Linked DNA regions of Bos taurus: region 1 is linked to region 2. The links are chromatin contacts, called in public Hi-C maps. All regions are on one chromosome and are shown on one strand. The core of a region is the stretch at or near the end of the contact, and the rest is flanking DNA. Distances in the headings are between cores, read along the strand shown. Region 1 has its middle 43 kb from the start of GATM. Region 2 holds the start of SQOR (sulfide quinone oxidoreductase).

Region 1 (5,141 bases), core at 360-2,859, 280 kb before region 2:
CAGTCACAGAGCATCACGTCTTCCATACTCTATTGATGGCAGGGATCAGCAAATTATGGCTTGATGCTAAATCCAGCCTGCCACCTGTCTCTATAAAAAAGGTATCATTGGAACACAGCCATGTCCATTTGTTTACATACCTTCTATGGCTGCTTTCATGCTCTGATGCAGAGTTTAGTAGTTGCAACAGAAACCATATGGTCTGCAAAGCCTAAAATATTTACTATCTGGTCCTTAAAGAAAAGGTTTGTTGAGTCCTGCTTTATTGGTTAAACCAATCACTAACCTTTCTGTGTCAAGGGGAGGGAATAGACCCTGCTCTTGGAGGGAGGTGTGTCAAAGAAGGTTCAGCCATTTAAAAAATCACCATGGCACCTGCTTACCTCTTGGATTTTTAAAAGATTATTTATTTATTTATTTATTTTTGGCTGAGTCTTTGTTGCTGCGTGTGGTTTCTCTTGTTGAAGCAAGTGAGGGCCACTCTTCTTTGAGGCATGCGGGCTTCTCATTGCAGTGGTTTCTCATGTTGCAGAGCATAGGCTCCAGAGCGTGGGCTCAGTAGTTGTGGCACACAGGCTTAGTTGCCCTGAGGGGTCTTCCCGGACCAAGGATTGAACCTGTGTCCCCTGCATTGGTAGGTGGATTCTTAACCACTGGACCACCAGGGAAGCCTAGCCTCTCATATTTTAATCCTTGTTTGGTTTTTAATTTTGTAAGCTACTTAAAATAGCTCTTCTAACTCTTTTTATACTAAAGTTCTGTTAGAGAAAGTTGAAAGTGAGAGTCAGCTATGTTATTTTAAGTTTTATTCTTTTTTCTTTTTAAACTTGTTTGTGTCAGCTCCTGTGGGTAAATATTTGGCTGGTAGTTCTTTTTTTTTTTTTTTTTAAAAAAGGTTATAAAGGTTAATCTGTGTTCACAGAGTTAATATCAGGGATAAGGAAGACCTTTAGTTCCTAGAAAAAAACAAGTGGAAATGGTAAACAGTTGTTCAAACAGTTAAGCCTCCCTTGGTCAAGAAGGTTCATGTTTTAAAAATTATTAACTACTTACTTATGAAAAATTTTTTACTTAAATATGCTACATTGGTACCATTTTAATTAATCCCCTGATTTCCTCATGTGTGGAATGAAGGGTGTGGGTGGTTGGTGGCTGCCGTTGCAGGCTTCATATTCAGATCATCAGGAGCCCTGGTCCCCATCCTAGGTAATTAAAACAGAATGTCTGAGAATAAATTGGGATTGAGCTCAATAAATACTAGAGGAGAAAGAAATTCATAAAAACTATCTCAGTATATTTTCTGGAAGTATTTCTTACAACACAAAGTCCTGTCATATCATTCCTGATGTGGGGATGGTGTGGAACTATTATAGCTCACAGCTACTCCAAGAAAGACCTGCTTTTACTTCAATTAAGCACTTCATATTCTGGACCAAGGGCTTCCCAGGTGGCTCAGTGGTAAAGAGTCCACCTGCCAGTGCAGGGGACACAGGTTTCATCCTTGGGTCGGGAAGATCCTCTGGAGAAGGGAATAGCTACCCATTCCAGTGTTCTTGCCTAGAGAATTCCATGGACAGAGGAGCCTGGTGGGCTATAGTCCATGGGGTTGCAAAATAGTCAAACATGACTTAGTGACCAACCAACAAACATTCTGAGCCAAACTGGAATGCCCTGAAATTCTTCAATGAGAAAGAAATGCTCAGATGACCAAGAGCAAAGCTTTCACTTTGGAATTCTCCTTAATAGCTAACACAAGACTCCTCCCCAACAAAACCTCCTCCCCAAAAGCTTATCTTGTGGGTCCACCCTGAAGGTGAGAGATCCCTTAGCCACCCTACAGACTGTGGACAAACTAGATATCCCCAGTTTCCTGGCAAAGACATGACTGAATGCAGAATAAGTATGCTGAAGGGATTCCTTATGATAGCGGCTTCTGGAAGACACTATATGAGAAAGGTAGGCTACCTTGAAAATAGTTACTGATATTCAGACAATGTTCCTAAGGATCAAGTAGACTGAACCAAAAAGAACACCACATTTAGGGTACCTGTGTTCTAGGAATTCAGTGGAAATTCCCCTGGGATTCATATTTTGTCTTCCCTAAGGGACTAACTGTGCTTAGTCACTTAGTTGTGTCTGACTCTTTGCCACCCCATGGACTATAGCCTGCCAGGTTCCTCTGTCCATCTGGATTCTCCAGGCAAGAATGCTGGAGTGGGTTGCCGTGCCCTCCTTCAGGGGATCTCCCCAACCCAGGTATTGAACCCAGATTTCCCACATTGCAGGCAGATTCTTTACCATCTGAGCCACCAGGGAAGCCCAAGGAAACCCTAAAGAACCAAAGCACTTGTTAAAAGTAAGAAAATGGAAGAGGCAGGTAAATAACCATATTGCATGACCAATATGTTATATTAGGGGGCTTCCCTGGTGGTTCAGACAGTAAAGAATCTACCTGCAATGCAGGAGACTCAGGTTCAATCCTTGGGTTGGGAAGATCCCCTGGAGAAGAGAATGGCTACCCACTCCAGTATTCTTGCCTGGAGAATTCCATGGACAGACGAGCCTAGTAGGCTACGTTCTGTGGGGTTGCAAAGAGTTGGACACAACTGAGCAGAATTTTTTAAATTGCTCTATTTGGAGTTTACATTCCTCAGTGGATCAGTGTCTGGGCTGCTCTGGCTTTTGTCAGAAGCTTAACAAAAGTCATGTAGACATACATCACACTCCTTGCAGTGGTAGCAAAGTCACCAGTCATCAAGGCACAGATTTCAGAGAGCAACAACCTGAATGCACAGACAAGTTAAAAGTTCCTCTGTATGCCAACAAGAATGATAATCAGGGCTGCATATGGGCAGCCCCAGATTAAAGAACACCAGCTACTCTTCAATATTCAAAAAACTAAGATCATGGCATATGGTCTCAGCACTTCATGGCAAATAGAGAAAAAGTGGAAACGGTGACAGATTTTACTTTCTTGGGCTCCAAAATCACTGCGGATGGTGAGTTCAGGCATGAAATTAAAAGACATTTGCTCCTTGGAAGAAAAGCTATGACAGGCCTAGATAGCATATTAAAAAGGAGAGACATCACTTTGCCGACAAAGGGCTGTAGAGTCAAAGCTATGGTTTTTCCAGTAGTTATGTACAGATGTGAGAGTTGGACCATAAAGAAGGCTGAGTGCTGAAGAATTAATGCCTTTGAATTGCGGTGCTGGAGAAGACTCTTGAAAGTCCTTGGGACAGCAGGGAGATCAAATCAGTGAATCCTAAAGGAAATGAACTCTGAATATTCATTGGAAGGACTGATGCTGAAGCTCCAATACTTTGGCCACTTATGCTAAGAGACAGCTCATTGGAAAAAAAAACCCTGATCCTGGGAAAGATTGCAGGCAGGAGGAGAAGGGGGTGACTGAGGATGAGATAGTTGGGTGGCATCACTAACCCAATGGACATGAGTTTGAGCAAACTCTGGGAGATAGCAAAGGACAGGGAAGCCTAGCATGCTTCAGTTCATGGAGTTACAAAGAGTCAGACACAACTTAGAGACTGAACAAGCTACTCTGCTCATGGAACAACCCCAGAAGTAGAAAGAGCAGGTTATTTTACTATGAGAACCTGAATTTGGAGAATTAAGTAGTCAACCATCAGGAAAACCTCAGGTTAACTGAACACTGGGGACAAGTTTCTGTCATTGAGGAAAGTCCCTGCAAGAAAGCTATTGAAAAACCTCTGTATCCAGCAGAGCCCTGGGAACTCTGAGATGAGTTGCACTGAGATTACTTAATGAAAAAGGTATATGCTACTTACCATACTCAGAAGAATGTTTCTTACTGAACTCAGTTTCTGCAGCTGCTGTGCCCAATGTAACCTACATTAACCTGGCCATACTCCAGCAAGATGGCAAAATAAACAATAAAAATGTATGTTCCTTTCACTTAATCCCCAGAACTGTGTACTGCTATAATGTGGGTGAGTTTTCTGGCCTGAACACTAGTTTTGTTTTGGCCTCAATCAGTATCCCTGGAGTTTACTTTGTATGGAATATACTTTCCAGGTCCTTCCTAAGGTTCCCCAGTGCAGGGATGGCTACTTCAATCAGCACAGGGAAAACTGCTTTATCGCTGCTGCTGCTACTGCTAAGTCACTTCAGTCGTGTCCAACTCTGTGTGACCCCATAGACGGCAGCCCACCAGGCTCCCCCGTCCCTGGGATTCTCCAGGCAAGAACACTGGAGTGGGTTGCCATTTCCTCCTCCAATGCATGAAAGTGAAAAGTGAAAGTGAAGTCGCTCAGTTGTGTCCGACTCCTAGCGACCCCATGGCCTGCAGCCTACCAGGCTCCTCCATCCATGGGGTTTCCAGGCAAGAGTACTGGAGTGGGGTGCAATTGCCTTCTCTGGCTTTATTGCTAGGAACACACAAAGTTGACTCAGTTTTCTATTTGAAGATTACCACGCTGAGGTCATTTATGAACTTAACTATCTCATCATATAGACGTTTGATCCAGCCGTCATAGCTGAATTAGGTTTTTTCCTGAATTAGTATTTTTATTCCTCTATTATATTATTTAAATTTTAAAAAATTTTGTATTGGAGTACAACTGATTAACAATGTTGTGATAGTTTCAAGTGAACAATGAAGGGACTCAGCCATACATATGTATGTATCCATTCTCTTCCCAATTCCCCTCCCATCCAGGCTGCCATATAACATTGAGGAGGGTTCCCTGTACTACACAGTAAGACCTTATTGATTATGCGTCTTAAATATAGCAATGTGTACATGTTCTTCCCAAACTCCCTATATTCCCTTATTATAATGAAAGCCAAGCCTCTCTGCTCTACAACTGTGATAGGAAATTATCAGTCTACAGCTGGTCTGCTAGAGAGTGAAGGAAAGACAAGTGATAACTATTTCTCTAAACTGAGTTCCTTGAAAGAATCGGTATTTGAGACATAGTGGTGGGTAGCAGATCATTCTCATTAGCCAAGAATTTTAGGATAAGAAAGCAGCCTCTGTTACACTGACGTTGCACATTGACTCCTCATCTTTTGCTGGCTGCCTCAGTGACGGCTGCACCTGGAGCCTTTGCTGTATTGAAACTGATCTGCCTGACAGTGCAAGAGTCTTAATCCAGGATAAA
Region 2 (4,900 bases), core at 1,156-3,655:
GTCCGTCTAGTCAAGGCTATGGTTTTTCCAGTGGTCTTGTATGGTTGTGAGAGTTGGACTGTGAAGAAAGCTGAGCGCCGAAGGATTGATGCTTTTTAACTGTGGTGTTGGAGAAGACTCTTGAGAGTCCCTTGACTACAAGGAGATCCAACCAGTCCATTCTAAAGATCAGTCCTGGGTGTTCTTTGGAAGGACTGATGCTAAAGCTGAAACTCCAGTACTTTGGCCACCTCATGCGAAGAGTTGACTCATTGGAAAAGACTGATGCTGGGAAGGATTGGGGGCAGGAGGAAAAGGGGATGACAGAGAATGAGATGGTTGGATGGCATCACCGACTCGATGGACATGAGTTTGAGTGAACTCCGGGAGTTGGTGATGGACAGGGAGGCCTGGAGTGCTGCAGTTCATGGGGTTGCAAAGAGTCGAACAGGACTGAGCAACTGAACTGAACTGAATACATAGAACCAGAAAATTGCAACTCTCAATAAGATTAGGTTTTAAACACTATTATAGCATAAAGGTTAAGGAGGAGAGCAGAAAAAAACACACACACACAAAACTAGTGTATACTTCAACTTTGTAACAACGTAAAGAGATAATGTGAGACAACAGAAATAAAAAAAAAAGGAAAGGAAAAGGAAGAAGCCTATGTAGGTAAATAAAGATAAGATACTACCAGTAGAAGGATTATTTTACCTATGAGACATTTTATACAAATCTCATGGTGACCAGAAAACAAAAATCTAGAGCAGAGACATGAAACATTAAAAAAAAAAAAAAAAAAAAGAGGAAATTGACAAAAATATCACAGAAAACCACCAAACTAAAATAGCAGACAGAAACAAAAGGAAAAGGAACAATGGAGATATAGAGCAACCAGAAACTAAAGGATAAAATGGCAATATTAAGTCCTCATTTATCAATAATCATCCTAAATGTAAATGGGTTGAATTCACACATTGAAAGACACAGAGTGTTGGATGGATTAAAAAATTAGATGGAAACAATTTTTGGTGGTAAGTGTGCTGTAGGGAGAAGGCGATGGCACCCCACTCCAGTACTCTTGCCTGGAAAATCCCGTGGACGGAGGAGCCCAGTAGGCTGCAGTCCATGGGGTCGCTCAGGGTCGGACAGGACTGAGCTACTTCACTTTCACTTTTCACCTTCATGCATTGGAGAAGGAAATGGCAACCCACTCCAGTATTCTTGCCTGGAGAATCCCAGGGACAGGGGAGCCTGGTGGGCTGCCGTCTATGGGGTCACACAGAGTCGGACACGACTGAGGCGACTTAGTAGCAGCAGTGCTGTAGGGTATACAGACAGAAGTGGAACACATAATATAAACCAGCGTTACCTCAAAAGATAAACCTAACAAGACAAAACCAGAGGGAGGAGCTCAGAAGTTCAACTTTATTAGGCTCCTACTTCTCTGTGATTGCCTCAATTTTTGGTTTGCTAGGATTTCACCTTAAAAAGTTGACTGAAACAAAAAATTCAAAAGAGATTATTCAAAATTCACAGAATGAAATGTAAAAGTAATAATTAAACTTTCAAGGCACTTTTTAAAGGAAAGTTTGTTAACTCACATCTGAAATTATTAAAGCTTAAAATTGCAGTAAGACTTCTGGACATCCTATATGTTATAAAAAGGCGTTCTAGATCTGACGTAGTGGAGAACTATTCACCTGCGTTTCACACCTACTTAGAAAGAGCAGCCAATTGAAAACGTCCATTCATGAAAGTAGGACCCAACGTTGCGTGGAGATCAGTGTCTGAAAGCCTGCTCACCGTGACCTCCATCCTGGGGTTGAGAGCGCTGCTCTGGCGCTTGCTTACCAAGGCAAGTTTGGGGGCTTCTCTCAGCCTCGGTTACCTTTTACGTGTTAAAGAAGCGCGGGAAAGCGGTCTCTCTGGACAGCCCTGGGGACCAGATGAGAAGCACAGGGCTCACTGGAGGACCCGACACAAACCGCCAGGCCTCTATTCCCCAGACCCGCCTTCACCTTTGTCCCTCCCAGTTACGCAACAATGTAGGCACACGGGATGGGGGGGGGGGGTAGGGGGTGGGCGACAGGTGGCCTCCGTGCCCTCCTCTGAGGCACCAAGGGGTCCCGCTGCACCGCACGGGGCACTGTGTAGGGGCGAGTCTGCCCTGCCGGCAGTGCCCCTAACCCGCTTAACCCGCGCCCCCGGCTGTCCCCCATGCGCCCGGGGAACCAAGGCCAAGTGCAGGCTACACCCGGGCTGTGGCGCCGGGCGGGGCAGCGGCGGGACCTTTCCGGAACTTTCCGGGGGTGGGGGGAGGCTCGCTCTCCCCGCCTCCAGCCTCCGCCCGGGGACCGCACGGGCCCCAGCAGAGGCCGCGAGCCCTTGCAGGAAGCGGCAGCTTTTACTGCGCCAACGCTGTGGCCCGAGGCTCCACGCACCTCTGGGTAAGAGGCATCCCGCGGCCGGTATGAGGCACTTGGCCAGGGAAAAGGGACCCGGCGGGAGAGAGGTCACCCCTAAAGCCGATTGTTAACCCAGCTCTGTCCCGCATCTGGGACAGCGCAGCCCCTGTGCATCGCGTTCCATTTCGCTTCCCACTTTTTTTCTCCACCCGCGGCATCCACAGCTCTTGCAGCCCCTGCTAGAACCCGGGTCTTGCGACGTGCTGGAGTCGTGGAGCTGCTGCCCTGCGAGGGGAGGTTGAAAACCAATGTATCCGTGGTCTTGTGTATGGGAATTTCTTGGTACCCTGGTGTGTAGGAATTTCTGGCATCTTTCACTTGTTGATTGTGTCACTCCGGCGTGGTCCCAGTGCGCAAGGGGTTCTCAGCCCCCGGGGGTAGGAGGTGACGTCTGCTGGTCTGCCCACAGTAGGGCGCGTTTATCCACACAGCCTGTGGGATGGAGGGGCGGGGGCTCAAGAAGTATCCTTCAGCTATGGCTGGAACCAGCCGTGGAGAGAGCATTTAGGGCCTGTGCTAAACAGGAACTGGTGGAAAGGGTTCTCTGGTGAAATTGGGGTGCTTTCCTTTCTCTTCGTTTCTCTCTTTTAATAATAAAAATCCCAACCTAGCCTCTTACTCAAAAACACAGGGAGCAGAGCTCTGGATTTGCCTGGGCTCCCCATTGCTGTGGTGTAGGGTTCTGACCCATTTTTGTGCCATGTACCACTTTGGCAGTTTTGGGGAGACTAAGGACCACTTTTAGGTTCAGTGCTTTTGAAGGTGTAAAATAAAAGGCAGAGTGTTATAAGGGAAACCTATTCCAAATCACTTGTCCAAATATTAAGAGAATTGATGTAGTAGTATATATGCCTTTTAAAAATAATGCATTAAGTAATATCATCTAGCAGTGGATCTAATAGCTATCATAATTTTGAAATAGTAACAAACATAAATAATATTTCAAGATTTGGGTAATACCTGTAATATAAGAAAATATCTGTGATTTCTATTGGTGATAAAGTCATAGGTACTGCATGTATCTGCTGGGGTTTGTTGCCTGAGAAGAAAGAAGTGTTTGTTACTCAGTTGTGTTAGACTCTTTGCAATGCCATGGACTGTAGCCTGCCTGGCTCCTCTGTCCATGGGATTCTTCAGGCAAGAATGCTGGAGTAGGTAGCTATTCCCTTCTCCAAGGGATCATCCCCACTGAGGGATCAAACCCAGGTCTTCTGCATTGCAGGTAGATTCTTTACCATCTGAGCCACTGTATAAAATTCAAGAAAGTGCTAAATTTCAGTTAGAAATTAGTGAAGATGTAAATGTTTATTTTCTACCCAAGTTCCTGGTTAAGTGGAAGGTCCTGCCCAGGAAGTCAGGTCACATGACTTCTGATCTTGATGCTTCCACTAACTAGCAGCATGAGCTTGTCTTTTGGACTTCTTTTCACCTTGACTTCTTCATTGTACCGTGGAGATAATCATACCTTCCCCTGTATTTAAGGTGTCCAGTGCTATACCTGGCACAAGGGAGTGAAATAAGTACTGTCTGCTAGAACTTGTGTCCCTCTCTGGACTCCAAGCCATTGCCATTATGTCCCCAGTCCTGGTACATAGAATGTGGTGGTGGTTCAGTTGCTGAGTCGAGTCCACCTCTTGCCATCCTATGGAATGTAGCCCTCCAGGCTCTTCTGTCCATGGGATTTCCCAGGCAAGATTACTGGTATGGGTAGCCATTTCCTTCTCCAAAAATTAGTCAATAAATATTTTTTGAATGAATAAGTACATTGGAAATTATTGCTTGTAACTACAACTAAAACACTCAGAATTTATCCAGGGGACAGCTGCTGGTTTGTGAAATGACTCTGCTTAAAATAATTTGGGTTTCTTTTTCCTAGTGGCTGAACACATCTGGAGCTGGAATGCTTGAAATGTCAGTCAGGGCCCTTGGGTCTATGTGGGTCTTTGTGTGGGTCTTTGTGACTAGTGTTCTGCCAGAGAAAATGAAATTTGATGTTTATAGGAAACTAGAACTCTTTTGCAGAACAGTTTCTCCTCCATCTTACATGTGTCTAGGCTCGTTAATTTGATGTGATGTAACACAGGAAGTTGTCTTATAGGGAGTGGAGACTGACCCATGATGAGGCATTTCTGGGCCCAGTGGCACATTTCTCTTTCCTCTTTTCTTTTCACCTTCCCCTGCCCCATTGAATATTACCTGACTCCTCTATGACCCTTAAAGATTTGATAAATAGGAGCAGTAGATGGAAGTTGCTACAGGCTGGCCAGATTAGACCTAAAGCCAGCTAGCTGCTTCTTAATGCCCGACCTTAAAAGTCTATGTAATCCAATAAATGTGGATGTTAATAGGAAGAAGAAAATCAGACTCAGCCAGGGACCCCTGTGATTTACTTTGTAAAATTGCTAAGTTGGGGTGGAAAGATGGGGAGATAACTTTGTAAAGAACAGTAA

The links. Hi-C and Micro-C count contacts between places; a contact is called where the count stands out from the background.
Region 1: a Hi-C map of liver shows a contact between it and region 2, with 2.5 times the contacts expected there. The contact joins the enhancer-like site here to the promoter of SQOR in region 2. A contact is called at or near these places in 2 of 11 Hi-C or Micro-C datasets (liver and skeletal muscle).

Annotation. Positions count from the first base shown.
Region 1 is chr10:65,138,894-65,144,034 of ARS-UCD2.0, reverse strand. No RefSeq gene overlaps it. Among named protein-coding and RNA genes, the nearest start is that of GATM, 43 kb to the right of the region's middle. Within about 2 kb of position 1,609, at least 2 of the 102 cell types and tissues checked have an H3K27ac peak or open chromatin away from gene starts, as enhancers often do. A contact at or near this core is called in liver, where this site is marked.
Region 2 is chr10:64,862,367-64,867,266 of ARS-UCD2.0, reverse strand. It overlaps SQOR (sulfide quinone oxidoreductase), which reads left to right and starts at 2,405. Exons shown (of 10, transcript NM_001040511.2): 1 at 2,405-2,432. It overlaps LOC132346378 (a long non-coding RNA gene), which reads right to left and starts at 2,266. Exons shown (of 2, transcript XR_009496218.1): 1 at 1,587-2,266; 2 at 1,390-1,480.